Linked DNA regions of Mus musculus: all the other regions are linked to region 3. Evidence: chromatin contacts called from public promoter capture Hi-C data. All regions are on one chromosome and are shown on one strand. The core of a region is the stretch at or near the end of the contact, and the rest is flanking DNA. Distances in the headings are between cores, read along the strand shown.

What was found. Promoter capture Hi-C pulls out the DNA fragments that hold promoters and counts their contacts.
Region 1: a contact with region 3 is called in a promoter capture Hi-C map of erythroid cells, with 31 times the contacts expected there. The contact joins the promoter of Nsdhl here to the promoter of Naa10 in region 3. A contact is called at or near these places in 1 of 39 promoter capture datasets (erythroid cells), 1 of 115 datasets of contacts at active chromatin or transcription factors (astrocytes) and 1 of 9 other capture datasets (liver).
Region 2: a contact with region 3 is called in a promoter capture Hi-C map of erythroid cells, with 10 times the contacts expected there. The contact joins the promoter of Mpp1 here to the promoter of Naa10 in region 3. A contact is called at or near these places in 2 of 39 promoter capture datasets (erythroid cells and pre-B cells) and 2 of 9 other capture datasets (adipose tissue and liver).

What each region holds. Positions count from the first base shown.
Region 1 is chrX:72,916,653-72,921,195 of GRCm38.p6, forward strand. It overlaps Nsdhl (NAD(P) dependent steroid dehydrogenase-like), which reads left to right and starts at 1,869. Exons shown (of 8, transcript NM_010941.3): 1 at 1,869-2,041. Cetn2 (centrin 2) reads right to left here and starts at 1,692. Exons shown (of 5, transcript NM_019405.6): 1 at 1,662-1,692; 2 at 36-194. The coding sequence starts at 1,664.
Region 2 is chrX:75,128,079-75,132,300 of GRCm38.p6, forward strand. Mpp1 (membrane protein, palmitoylated) reads right to left here and starts at 2,938. Exons shown (of 12, transcript NM_008621.3): 1 at 2,647-2,938. The coding sequence starts at 2,748.
Region 3 is chrX:73,919,341-73,923,806 of GRCm38.p6, forward strand. It overlaps Naa10 (N(alpha)-acetyltransferase 10, NatA catalytic subunit), which reads right to left and starts at 2,604. Exons shown (of 8, transcript NM_019870.3): 1 at 2,416-2,604; 2 at 1,932-2,030; 3 at 1,643-1,701; 4 at 623-668; 5 at 414-529; 6 at 162-206. The coding sequence starts at 2,436. Renbp (renin binding protein) reads right to left here. Exons shown (of 11, transcript NM_023132.3): 10 at 3,011-3,098; 11 at 2,781-2,923. The coding sequence ends at 2,799.

The DNA of each region.
Region 1 (4,543 bases), core at 619-3,118, 1.0 Mb before region 3:
ACAAGGTAACAAAGAAAAGGATGTGTGCAGCTTACCTTCAGTTCTTTGATGTCTATAGTTCCAGTTCCATCAGCATCAAAGAGATCAAAAGCTTCCCGGATTTCCTGTTTCTGGTCTTCAGTAAGTTCAGGCTTAGGACTCATCCTTTTTCTCTGGGCACTGGATGCCATGGTTGTCTTCTTAAAATTAGAGGCCTTCACACAATATATAAACACAGAAGCACATTATTACAAGCCATAGTCCTTGTTTTATTTATGACAGCTCTAAACATACATATCTTTTTCAATGAGGTGTGCCATCGTTTGTAATGTACTTATGTCATTACGTAAACTTCCATGGGCCAGTGAGAATTCTTGCTGCCAAGCTTGATAACCTAAGTGGGAACCAGGACCCAGGCTTCAGTTGTCGTTGTCAAAGATGAAAAGGGAAACGATGCTTACATGGTAAAAGGAGAGAACTAACTCTTCCAAATTATTCTCTGACCGCCACACTCAGGCTAAAATGTGCTTCTCCACCAAGGAATAATAAGTGTAAAAACTAAAATAAAATTAACCCCAACTCTAAATGACAAATAGCACAAACCTCTGTGAAGAAAAAACTTTCTCTCAACTTAAAACTATTTCAATTTATATATGTCAGTTTTTACTAAGTTATAAAAAAAGAAATTGGCAATAATGAGGTTATTTTCTAATATAACTGTAAATTTGTCTTAATGTGATGTCTCATATGACTAAATTCAACTATATTTCATTGGGGAGCCACCAAATAGAAGAGAGTTTTTGTTTTAAAATAGTATATTACCATTTTCCTCCTTGTTCTTGTATAGATCAACATAGAGCAAGTGAATATATGAATATGAATTTCTAGTGTTAACATAGCCTTCATGAGAAGACATAACTCTGACCTCCACTGTCTTAAAGTTTATACTACAGAAAGTTCATGCAATTGTACCATTAATCCATGTGTCACTTTAGGAGATTCAATTTCAGTCATTTTTAAATCTAAAAAAGCATCATCAAAAGCTCTTTGAGAAACCAATTACAGTTATGGATGATCAACTGTATATGATTTCCGTACTCTCGGTTTTAGAAATGTACTTAAAACATCTACTTGTGGTGCCAGTTCCCAAGAACTCTGCTCCTCCAATTACTTATGCCTAAATTTGGCTAAATGTAAACTTACTAAGATAAAAATTATGCCGGTACAAAGTGATAAAAATCAAACCATTTGCACCTGCGTGCTTTCTCACAGCCTCTCCTGAAAGCGTTTGCGACCATCAGAACACAGTAAACCTCTTAGCACCAATGCATAAACTTTAACTGGGTGGCCGCGGCCAGGAGGCCTGAGTTTGACTGAGGCGGAAGTCTAAGGGAAGCAATAGAATGGTCACCCTGCTGTTTCCTGAAAGCCAGCGGAGGTCCAGAGGCAGTTTGTGCGGGGGTGGCTGAAGGTGACTTGGGCGAGGAGGGGGTAGTGGGAAAGAGCAGGCAAGGCAAGCTGCTGGCGGCTGTACTTTCTCTTCTACCCTTCCGGCACACAGCTCCAAGGAAGAACTAGTGCGTCAACGCCAAGAACCGTGCAAGAAAGGTAGCAAGGCTGCACCGAGGCCTAGGAAAGGACCGGGGACGCCGCGTGGGGTCCACCGAATCCCTAGCACTTACCATCACCCAACGGACTCTGCCACCGGTTGTTAAGGCAACGGCGTACTCGCAGCCTCAGCGGCGTTCCCACTGCTCCACGCGCGCACAGCCCGCTTCCCATTGGTTTGGGAACGAAGAGGTGGGGCTAACCTGGCAAAACTCGCCCAAGAGCAAGAGGGCGGTGCGTCGGCAGCCAAAGACTAGCCTCATTGGGCAAAATCATGCTGTGAGCGTCAATTGGTTGCGCCAGAGCCAAGCTAGACCAATCAACATTATGAAGGAAGCTCTGCTGATTGTGGGCTCATATCTATCAGTAGAAAAGGGTGGCGGGTGTTCAGCCAGACTTCTCTGGTTGCCGGTTGTCTGCAAGCTGAGGTCGATCATTTGAGTGTCTAAACCGGGTAAGAGTTGCGGGCTTGCCCTTAGAGGCTGCTGCGTGTGGGTGACAGAGCCTGGAGGAAGTAGGAGGGAATGGGTGGGACCCATTTTAAAACCGAGTTGGGGGACACAGAACATCTGAGGGGCCAGCAAGATATGACCAAATGGTTTGGAGGGGTGACTGTGCCAGGAGAAGCTGAGACCTCGAAACTGGAGTGGGCATGCTGAGTATTGTGTCAGTGGTTCACAGGGCTGGGGCTTAGAAACCCAATCCACATGAGGCTTTGTCTTTACATTAGCTCTACAAGAGTCACTTTAGCTCTCAGGGGAATGGGCTGGGGACTTTTAGATCTTCAAAACTCATCAAAATGTGTCCTGTTAGACGTACAGACACTCAAGTCACATGGGAAGGAGCATTCCTGAATGAGACTCCCTTGAAAGCAAAGCCACAGGAGTTTTGGAAGTATGGAATGTAAAGAGAATTAAAGGGCAAAGTGCACAACGGGTTGGGGCTACCTGGAGCTGTGCCAGGAGTAATGAAGGCCCAGGGTCGAACACAGATTCTATGTTCTACGTCCCTCAAAGCAAAGAAAATCAGTTTAGGGACTTTAAGGGCACAGTATCAGTCTCTCAAACTGAGAAAGGCCTGAGACTTAACAGCTCCCCATAAATGTAATATAGGCCCTTTGCCCTCTTTCCTTTAAGCCAGGAACCGGCTTCAAAACTTTTGTGTCTTGTTTGGCTCCTTTGTTCACTGCAGCAACAATCCCCCATATCCAGCCTCTGAGTTCTCACAGTTCCGTCCTTGAATTGTCCTCTGTTTTCTCTGTTCCTCCTCAGCCCTTCCTCAGCAGTATGAGCTGGAGTTCTCACCATAATCTGCAAAGCCTGCCATGAAATTCCTCCTTCTCCCATCACACCCACACTGTTCCCCCTCTGGCTCACTCTCACCCAGGGCACTATTTTTGCGGCTGATACATTCCTTCACTGACCTTACCCAGTCCCATGAACTTTTTAAAATTTTTTAGTATTTTGATTAATTCTTTGAGAAAATTTCACAGGTAGATATAATTTTTTTGTTTTGAGATAGGGTCTCACTCTGTAATTCTGGCTGACCTGGCACTCACTATGTAAACCAGGATGCCCTCAAACTTCACAGGGATCCATCTGCCACTGCCTCCTGAGTGCTTAGATTAAAGGTATGCACCAGCAAGCCTAGTATTGGTCTTCAGCTATTGTCACCTTCTCTGTAAAGGTAATCACTCTCTTTACTTTGTACCTGGGCCCCTCATATTGCTCCATATTTTTATAGTAGCACTTGTCACCTCCTAAGCCACTGTAAAGTTAACCTTTTTTCTTTGTTGTCTCCACTAGAAGGTAGGCACAGGAGGACAGGAATCATATTTGTGTTCACCAGTACCTGGAAAAGGAAAGACTACATGTTCAGTGTTCAGTGAACCTTAGTCTATCAGGTAGTCCATAAGTATCCCTTAGTTTTTCATAATTCACCCCTCTGCCAACATATGCTTATACTCTTACAGTGAACATCTCTGGTTTCATCAGTCCCCTTTGGGGTGGCAGCCCAGCAGGCTAGAAAGGACAAATAAATTTCTTCCTGGGTTATGCGCTAATTCTGTGACCCTAGCCAAGTTCTTTGACCTGTCTGAGTATAATTTTGCTTTGTTCTTATGTTCTTGCAACTTATCACGGTTACTAGGACATGTTCTTCCCACCCTTGGATGTGATCTATCTTTTAAGACTCTCACATCCTCTCTTTAACTCACTCATTCTAGGGCCTTAGCACTCAAGTTTTCAGATAATTTCATGTTACTAAGCATCATACATTAGTTCTCATGGGCTTAGCCTCCTTAGGATCCAACCACAGCTCTATCATTCTTTGAAGCTTTCTGTTTTCCATACAAGCTGATGGTTTCTTTGAAGATCTGAACTGTTCTAGTTGGCTTCTGTCTGACAGTGGCTGCTGTTTGGCAACTTGTGAATAAGTAAGTGAGTGAGCCCCTATAGCAACTCGGATGTAGGCAGGAAATGTGAATGTTTTCCAGATCCAACTTCTAAAACAACAACAGGATAATTCAATAGAAGTCACTTGAGTCAGGAAGAAAGCATTGCCAACAGGTACTGAGGAAATAGAAGGATAAGGGGCAATTTGGATTTACCTTAAATCTGAAAGGAACAGTAGAAGCTAGGCTCGGGCTTGGTAAGGGGCTCCTGAGTGGCCCATAGCAAATTCAAAAGTAAGTAGATATGAAAAAGTGAGAAAGATGTGGCATCTCAGGTCTGTGAAAAGACAGAGTCCAGTTGGATGGCCCCAGGAAAATAATGGCTTACCTCCTAAACACTTTCATCCTGTGCCATGTCTTTGAATTCTGCACAGAGAAGTCTTTGTTTTTTTACAAGACCCCTGCCCTTTTTTGGCAATATTTACTCAGGGTAATGTATCCATTGGATAAGTAGGTGCCAGCTTCATGGGAGTTGTTCTCTTTCCATTAGATCATCAGGCCAGG
Region 2 (4,222 bases), core at 1,688-4,187, 1.2 Mb after region 3:
CAGAGTGTACTATACAGATAAAGCACATCAGCCAAAGACCTTTAACCATGTGGCCTTTGGATTGAGAGATGTATTTAGTGCCTGGCAAATAAAGCTCTAGTTAATATATGATTTTAAGACAATACCTGCCAGAAAAATTCTGATTCTTGAGCCCTCCTGTCTCTCCAGTTCTTATCATTTATAGTTAAATAGTTCTAATCTCTATACTTCCCTGGGGAATTGTTGGTTTTCTCATGACTTTTCTAACTTTTTTGTTGTACTTTTTCCCACTCACAAAGTGAAACAGATGTGCATGTGAAGAGTGGGTACTTGTGATTCAGTCAGGGGCTACACAAGGCTGGCAGGTGATAGTAAGGAACTCCCAGCTCTTCTGTATTTAGAGTCATTCATTTCCTTGGACTAGGCATTCTAAGTTCACCATGTGGAAGCAGTTGGCAATGAGCCTAACAGTAGGCTGAACAAATGTTTGTTCATTCCTGTGCTCAGTAGTTCACTGTCATTTTGTTCTGAAGCCAATTGGTTTAAATGAGAAAGTCAACTATAGTTGCCCCTGCTCTATTCACCCCCACTACCCCTGCCCCCACCCCTGCCAATTTTTTCAATCTATTTTTTTATTTCAACTTCCTTTGAGAAACTGTCTCTGCCCTTTGAACTGTGCTGCAGATGTTTCCTCTGAAGGAGGTGTAGGGGGTGAAGCACTGTGGAGTGGCCAGCATTGCTGAAGCCTGCACTTTGTAGAATCTAGGAGTTAAAGGGCAAACAGGACAGCCTGTGCAGAGACACCAAGGTTCAATGCCATGTACAATAGCAGAAAACAAGTCTTGGTTGAATCAGTAGGGAGCATGGTCAGTGAGTCTGCTCCTGATTATCATTCTACCAGAGAAAAAGACTCCTTCTTAGGTTTGGCTGTATCATTTGAAGAGGATATTTCCATTCAAGGTCTGTGTTTTCAGAGAATTTAAACTAAAAAAACAAAAAGTACTATTTTCAAATTATTTAGTCTTTGCCCCAGTTTTCTCAGTACCTAGTATAGTCTGTTAGTCTTCTTCATATTCTGTCCTTCACTTCTAGGATATCTATGATTTTATTTTTCAAAACCAGAAAGACCTAGATACCTTACAGATAGGAATTTGGTTTTATTGTGGCCACAGTGGCTTAAGTAGATTAGAATTTTTATCACATTAAGTTTTGTTCTTTGCACTTTATTTGCTCACCTTAAATAAGACACTGAACTAGAACATCAGGAATAGATGTTTCCTTCAGCAGTCATGACACTTTGGAGGGAGGTCTGATAATTTCTTGCTGTAAAAAATAAATCCATCTAGTTGTGACACTAAAAATGTCCTGAAGTCTGACATGTTAGCCCATATAGTGCCTATAAACTCAGGAGGCTGAGGCAGGAGAATTGCAAGGAATTCAAGGCCAGTTGGGGCAACTGAGTAAGCTACAAGGTAACCTGAGCTAGTGTGAGACAGCGTCTCAAAGCAAGAAACAAACAGATAAACAAAAAAAGCAAAATGTCCTCCTACTTGCCAGCAAGAGAGATAAAATTTGCTGACATTTAATTGGTGCACAGTTTCTTCCCCTAAGCAGTGAGTTGCTCTGTCAGTGTTACTAAAAGAGGACTTTGGGTGTGGAGCATAGAAAGGCAAGATTAAATAACCATACTTCCAAAACTAGCTTGGGGAGGGGAAATGACACCAGAGATAGGGAAAAGGAAACAGAGCTCCAGAATTGAGGAACCAGAATACAACTGTCATAATATGGATTTTTTTCTCGTATTAATTCTTCACTTTTTCTTTTTTTCCCTTTATCAAAAAAAAAAAAGTGATCAAAACACATAATAGCTACCATTCCTGTAAAGGTTTTTGGATTTATTTCCTCAGTTTCATCTAGTATCATCTTTGAACATTTTGTGTAAGTAATGTATGTTGTTTAATAGCTGTACCTTCCTATCACAAAGCCATCTTCGCTGTATCACAAGCAGCATCATAAATCTCCCAGGAGAAGGGACTGGGGAGCAGAGGGAGCAGGGTCCGTAGGTGAATGGGGAGGGGGAGACATGTTACATAGAATCTAATCACAACCACCTCTGGAGGCCTGACATATTAGATTAATAACTATTTACTGTCTAACACTGGAATATGAATGCTACCTTAGTTTACAGCATAGCACAAGGAGACCCCCTGAAATGAAATGCAGAGGGAAATGTGTGAGCTTTTTAGAGCACGAAGTTGGTTTTCACAACCATGTCTGTGAAACAACACAAACGCTCAATAACAGCCAGGCAGATCTACTATTGGATGTGTTCCTTAAAGTCTTATTTTCCTTCTTCAAGTCTGTTAGTAGACTTCCATCCATGAGCAAGTTTTCTTTGACCTTAAGTATTCATTTAGTCCTGGCCTGCCTCTCGGGATTTTCACCTAGGAGGGCTGCTCCAGGCAACTATCCACCACACCCAGATCTCAGCAGGAATCGGGCCCAGTGCTAAGGCCTCCACCCTGGGGGCAAGACACCCAAGATCTGGCCATCCGGGGACAGAGCGCTTGGGAACAAGGCCATGGATAGGAAAAATCCAGCAGCAGATGGAAAGGCCTGGATCCTAGACCCAACCCGAACCCAGAGGACCCCAGGGGTCCCGCTAACCTCAGGTCGGTTACGCTTCTGTAGTAAGTGCTCCAGGTAGAGGTCCGAAAGTGCGGTGCGCATGCTGTTCCCTCCCTCGCCTTCGCTCGACTTGAGCGTCATCTCTCAGGAGCAGAGACAACCAGACGCAGTAGCCGCAGAGCTTTGAGCCCAGGAATCGCAAATCGGGGAACTGCGGCCTGTTCAGAGACGAGCTAGACTAAGGCGGCGGAGGAGGCAGGGATCAAGAGCTGCGCTGAGAGCCAGGAGGGCCAAGCAGAGCAGTACCCACGCTCCGCCTACTCTCCACCCTGGCCCGCCCCTAAGCCCACCCACGCCTTGGCCTTCCTTGTGCTTAGCGATTGGAGAAGGCGCAGTTTAGCGTTGCTTGAAAGCTCCGCTCTAACCACGCCTCTGCGGGCCCTGTCGAGATGCGCAGCCAGCATCCCTGAAAAGATAAAATTCCGAGACAGGAGCTTCCATTCTCTCTCTTACTCGCACGACCTGTGAACTACCGAAGCGGATCCCAAAATGTCCAACTACTGCAACTGCAGCTCTTTTACCAACCACGAGTTGCAACTAGCTGAGTGAACTTTACATCCAGATTGCTCCTGACATCAGGAATCAACCAGCTACCCTGAAGAATGTAGGGGCTCTTAAATTGGTCCCAAGGCCAATGCACCTTTCCAGGTTTAGACTTGTAAAAGTGTGCTGCTGGTACCATCATTTACATTGGTATATGCTATTCAGCGAGGAAAGATGGGACTGCCCTCAAGAGCAAACTGGTTTTATTTACCTTAGGCCAGATCTCCTGTTGTTAATGCCACACAATTTCTAGGAATCAACAGAAGCAAATGGAACAAATAATCTTCAAGAATTGGAGTAAACGCCCTAAACTTCCAAATGGTCTGGAGACTAATGAAAGACTTTCTAAACAAAATGAATGTTTACTGGGTTTAAAGGCTCCTTGGGAATCCTGTCCTAAAATTCAGAGCTTGTATGATTGATAGCTTACACTCTCCCCCGTCCCTAGAAGAATTACTTTTAGGTGGAGAGAGAGGAGAAGAAAAGAGAAGAGAAGAGAAAAGGGGAGGAGAGAAGGGCAAAGGAGGAGATCTTGGTACAGAGGAAGAGAATACACTGAGCAATGTTACAGAATAATCAACTATGTAACACCTCTGTGCCCATATACAAAGGTACTCAATAATAAAAACAGCTAGGTGAGTAAATAAGGCCTTTCATTAACTGACAGTGGAACTGGAAAGGATGAAATTGGAACCTTGGTTTATGTGATACACAATGAAGATGAACCTCAGTTGGCGGACTGCTTAGCTAGCATGCAAAATCCCTGGGTTCAACTCTCAGTAATGCACACACTATTCATGATAGTGCGTGCCTATAATCTTAGCATTTTGGAGGTGGAGTTAATAGGATCAGAAGTTCAAAGTCATTCTCAGTCACTCAGTAAGTTTGAGGGCAACCTAGAATACATAAGACCTTGTCTCAAAACAAAACTAATAATAAGTAAATAAGAAAAAGAACTTTAAAAAATCAGAATATTTTATTCCACTTAAATATATGGATGTTGGAGAGTATA
Region 3 (4,466 bases), core at 1,354-3,853:
TCTACCACACACACAAATAGGTGCTTTCTTCAGGTTTGCTTGTCAGTGAATAGCCAATGAGTATACTGAAAGCCTCCCAGCAGTGTCTAGAGTCCCTCCACCCCTTTCATCCCAGCCAACTGGGTGGATCATGCCACTTAAAAAAGTCTTGATCTACTTACTGAAAGTTGAGGGTGTTGGAATAGAGATGCAGGGCGGCCCTGTTACTGCAGGGGAATAAGGCATTGGTCAGCATCACAAACTTGTCAACCTGACAGGTCATATCCTGCCCTTCTTCCTTGTCCCTCTCCCCTTTCCCACTAATACTATTTCCCATATTCTTATGAAGGCAGTAAACCCCAGAACCACTATCAATCGGGTACCCCTTCCTCCCCACTTCCCAGCATTGCCCTTTCCCCCAACTTGGCTTCCACCTCTTCCTGACATGCAGGGAGACGTATTTGGCATTGAAGTTCTCTATCATGGCTCGAGAGGCCTGGTCCATCAGCTTCTGAGCCAGGCCAAGGCGCCGGTGGGAACGCTTCACAGCCTGAGAGAAGAAGATTGGGTACAAGTCCGACCACTGTGGCTCCTTCAATTATCTCCAGTCTACCTCTACCAAACCCTCAGTAGTTATACTCACCAGTGAGGTGATATGTCCATGGGGCACATCGTCTGGGTCCTCTTCCCTAGAAGAGAAAGCTAGAAAGGAGCCTGGCATGGGTGCCATCTATCTGGGATACCTGTGCACACAGGTGCTCAGACTCTTTGTGGCTACAGCATCCCAGATCCAAAAAGAAGAGAACTAGGAACTTCTGAATCAGAATAGCCAATCATGACCCCCTCAAAGCCCCACGCTACACCTATCAGATATTTGCAGTGTCAACAGATCACCCTGCAATAGATGCCCACAAAAAGAGTAATGCTGATTGCAGAGCATTACGTGAGGGGAGCCAGTTTGAAAGAGCTATAAGCTACTATTTCAACTCTACATCATTATGAAAAGATGACCCTGTTGTACGAGGTTGAGGGAGGGATGGCTACTTTTTAAAGGTAAACTCTTTAATTGTCCAATTCAGAGAGTGTGCAACACATACAGAAACACAACAATGAAAACAGGAATCTGCTTAATGAAATCTGTATTGGTTTCTCACTTTTTTTTTTTTTTTTTTTTGGTTTTTCCAGACAGGGTGTCTCTGTGTAGCCCTGGCTGTCCTGGAACTCACTCTGTAGACCAGGCTGACCTCAAACTCAGAAATCCACCTGCCTCTGCCTCCCGAGTGCCGAGATTAAAGGCGTGCGCCACCACAGCCGGCAGGTTTCTCACTTCTAACAAGTGTACCATACATGGTAGTTAGAGAACAAACGTGGAGGAGGAGTGTATGGGAAAACTCTGTACCCTCTGCTCAATTTTTCTGTCAGCTTCGAGCTTCCCTACAAATCTGTTAATTAAAACAACATTCATAGCAAGCTGGCCATAGTTAAATCTCAGCATTAAGAAGGCTCAGCATGAAGACTACTATAAGTTTGAGGTTAGCCTGAGTGAGCACCAATCTGGACAACAGAGAATGCCTCTCAAACTAATTCACCGCTTCCCATTCCCTTCTCCAAAGCTTTTGTCCTTCTTAACATTAGTGTCTTTTCTTTCTCCTTGGTGACTCACATTTTAGCCAAGACGTAGCCCACAATCTTCCCATTCTCATCCTCAGCAATGTAAGAAAGCTGGTGACAGAAAGGAAAAGGACGTCATGTAGTGCAGGCAACAGGACAGAGCTCACTGCCAGCCTCCACTCTGTGGAGCCTAGTTTCTATACACACCCTTTCATTTGCCAGGCTTCTCCATCAACCAGAGCCTCAGGTTCTTATACCCTTGCCCACTGCGTTTGCTCACTCGGATCCATGTTTCCCTCCTGTTGCACCCTACACCCCTACAAAACGCAAAAGCTGCCCACCTGGGGCCAAGAGAGGCCATGATAGAAATAGTACTTCATCTGGTAGTTCTCCGGCAGGCAGAGAAGGTTGCAGTGCTGCATGTTCATCAGGTCTTCGGGCTGCATGAGAGTGGGATACGGTTAGTCCAGGGCTGCAATGACTAAGAGGGCCACACACGTCGATCTCTGGGTCTCCCCTTTCCCCGGGGCAGGGCACAGTTGCTACTATACGACTTTGCACAAGCCCTGTTTCCATGCGGCATGCAAAACGTGCCAGTTCCAGGACTGAGTAATAGTGTCCAAAGGTTGTGGAGCCCACTCAATGAGATCTGAATTAGGAAACGCGGGATAAACGCGAGATGTTTAAAGCAGGCTGCAGCAGCCTTAAGGTCCGGCGTCGGCAGACCTACAGGACCAAAGCACCAGGTCCCTCGATAACATGCTCACACGGTCACCCCGTAAGGCGCCCACTCGGTGCGGACAGGCTGGCTCCCCGTCACCTCACCCTAGCATTGCGGATGTTCATCGCGGCGGCGGCGGAGCTCGCGGGTCCTTGTGGGTCGTGAACGCGTGCACTCGGCGGCCACTTAGAAGCAGGGAAAGGACGATAGGAGCTTGGACTGGGGCCAGGATCCTGGGACGGCGGCGGAAAAGGCGGACCGCTCCGACCTGCCTGCAGCGGAAGTACCCAGCTATAGGACCCGCCTCCGAACTGCACAACCAATGAGCGTGGCACTTAGAGATAATTGGGCGTGATGGATCAGCGCCCAAGGTGGTGCGTTTGAAGCCACAGCGAAGACCTTTCAAGGCGGGAAGTGTGGGCAATAGTTGTACCCTCCCTCGGAGCCCACAGAGGCGCGCACACAAGCATGTGGAACAGGGTCATCTTTATTTCGAGCCTTCATGGGTAGAGACAGCGGGCGAGGAGTCGAGGGGGGCGGGCTCAAGGCGTTGGAGTAGGGCTCCTAGAATCTGCTCGCACATGGCCAGGCACCGCGGCACATGGAAGCAGCCTGTGGGGAGAATGAACCCCGGGGTAGGGAGGATCCGGCGAGCCGGGTGCCACAAACCCCTACAGTCTCGCCCCGTTCCTCGCTCACCTTTAAAAGGACCTCCCTTGATGGTGAGGGCCACCTTTCCCTCTTGGTTCAGGTAGCCAAACCATTCCCCATACTCAGGATCACGAAACTAGAATAAAGAGACAATGACAGTTCGTGTCTGGTAGGACCCACTCGAATGTCACCGGTTGAGGAAGGGGCCCTCGCTGTCCCTTTTGCACCGGTACCAATGGTTAGAGTAAAAAGCGCAGTTTCACAAATCAGTACTTTTAGTGGACCGTATCCTGGAAAAAGATGAAAGCTGTGGGTAGTAGGCAGTTTGCCTTAGCATGTAACCTGATGGGGGGAGGGGTTGCAGGCTGTGTGCTGCTACACTGAGAGAACAGGTGTTCTATATTCAGTTGTGGTTTGTTAGATAACACTTAAAATTGAAAATTTTAAAAATGGATACATTTTACCTTATCTGAATTTTTTTTTTTTTTTTTTTTTTTTTTGAGAATCCTAAACCGGGCGGTGGTGGCGCACGCCTTTAATCCCAGCACTCCGGAGGCAGAGGCAGGCGGATTTCTGAGTTCGAGACCAGCCTGGTCTACAGGACAGTCAAGGGCTATACAGAGAAACCCTGTCTCGAAAAACCAAAAAAATTAAAAATAAATAAAAATAATAAAAAGAATCCTAGATTGACGTTTCAGCAAACTTTACAACTAGTGACTTCCCTGGAGTTCATGTCATCTACTTCACAGGCCTTTAGTCTAAAAGATCTTTGGATTACAAGCAGAGACACATAGCTCCTGTCCTTGCGTACCAAGGTTTTTATTATGACTCACAGTCTTTCCTTTAGCCCTATGTAATGGGGCATGCCCTTAGTCCCAGTCCTCAGGAGGCAAAGTCTTGACACATTTCTATAAGGTTCATGCCAACCTGGTCTTCTGCCTGTCTTGACCATAGGTTCTGAACACATCTCTCACTTCTTTTGAACCTGTCCAGTGTGTCTGATGCTTCAGATATGGGGAGCAGCAGCTCAGGTGGCTGGACAGACCCATTCATTGTACACCCCATTATTCTTTCACTGAGGCTTTTCACCTCCACAAAATATAGCCCAGATCCTTATCCATTGCTTCCAATTTTGCTCCTACTGATAAAATAATTAAGTAGAACCCCTTCTTAGAAGGCTTATAGAACAAACCAAATTGCATTAAAGTTTACTACCAAAATGTTCCCTTTAAATTGTGACATGAGTTGTACATTTTAAGCTGTGTGATGGTTCATGTCTATAATCTCAGCACTCAGGAGGCTGAGGCAGGAGAATTAAGTTCAAGAGCAGTCCAGATTTTGTCTCAAAGAGTGGTTGGTGGTACATTCTCCAAGTGAGGTATAACCAGTTCTGTATCTATTCTTTATAACTTTTGAGTGGCCTTGTCCCTTCTTGTGTGTTTATTTTTGAGAAGTCTCACTGTGTATCCCTGGCTGTCCTGGAATCTGCTGTGTGGCTCAGGCT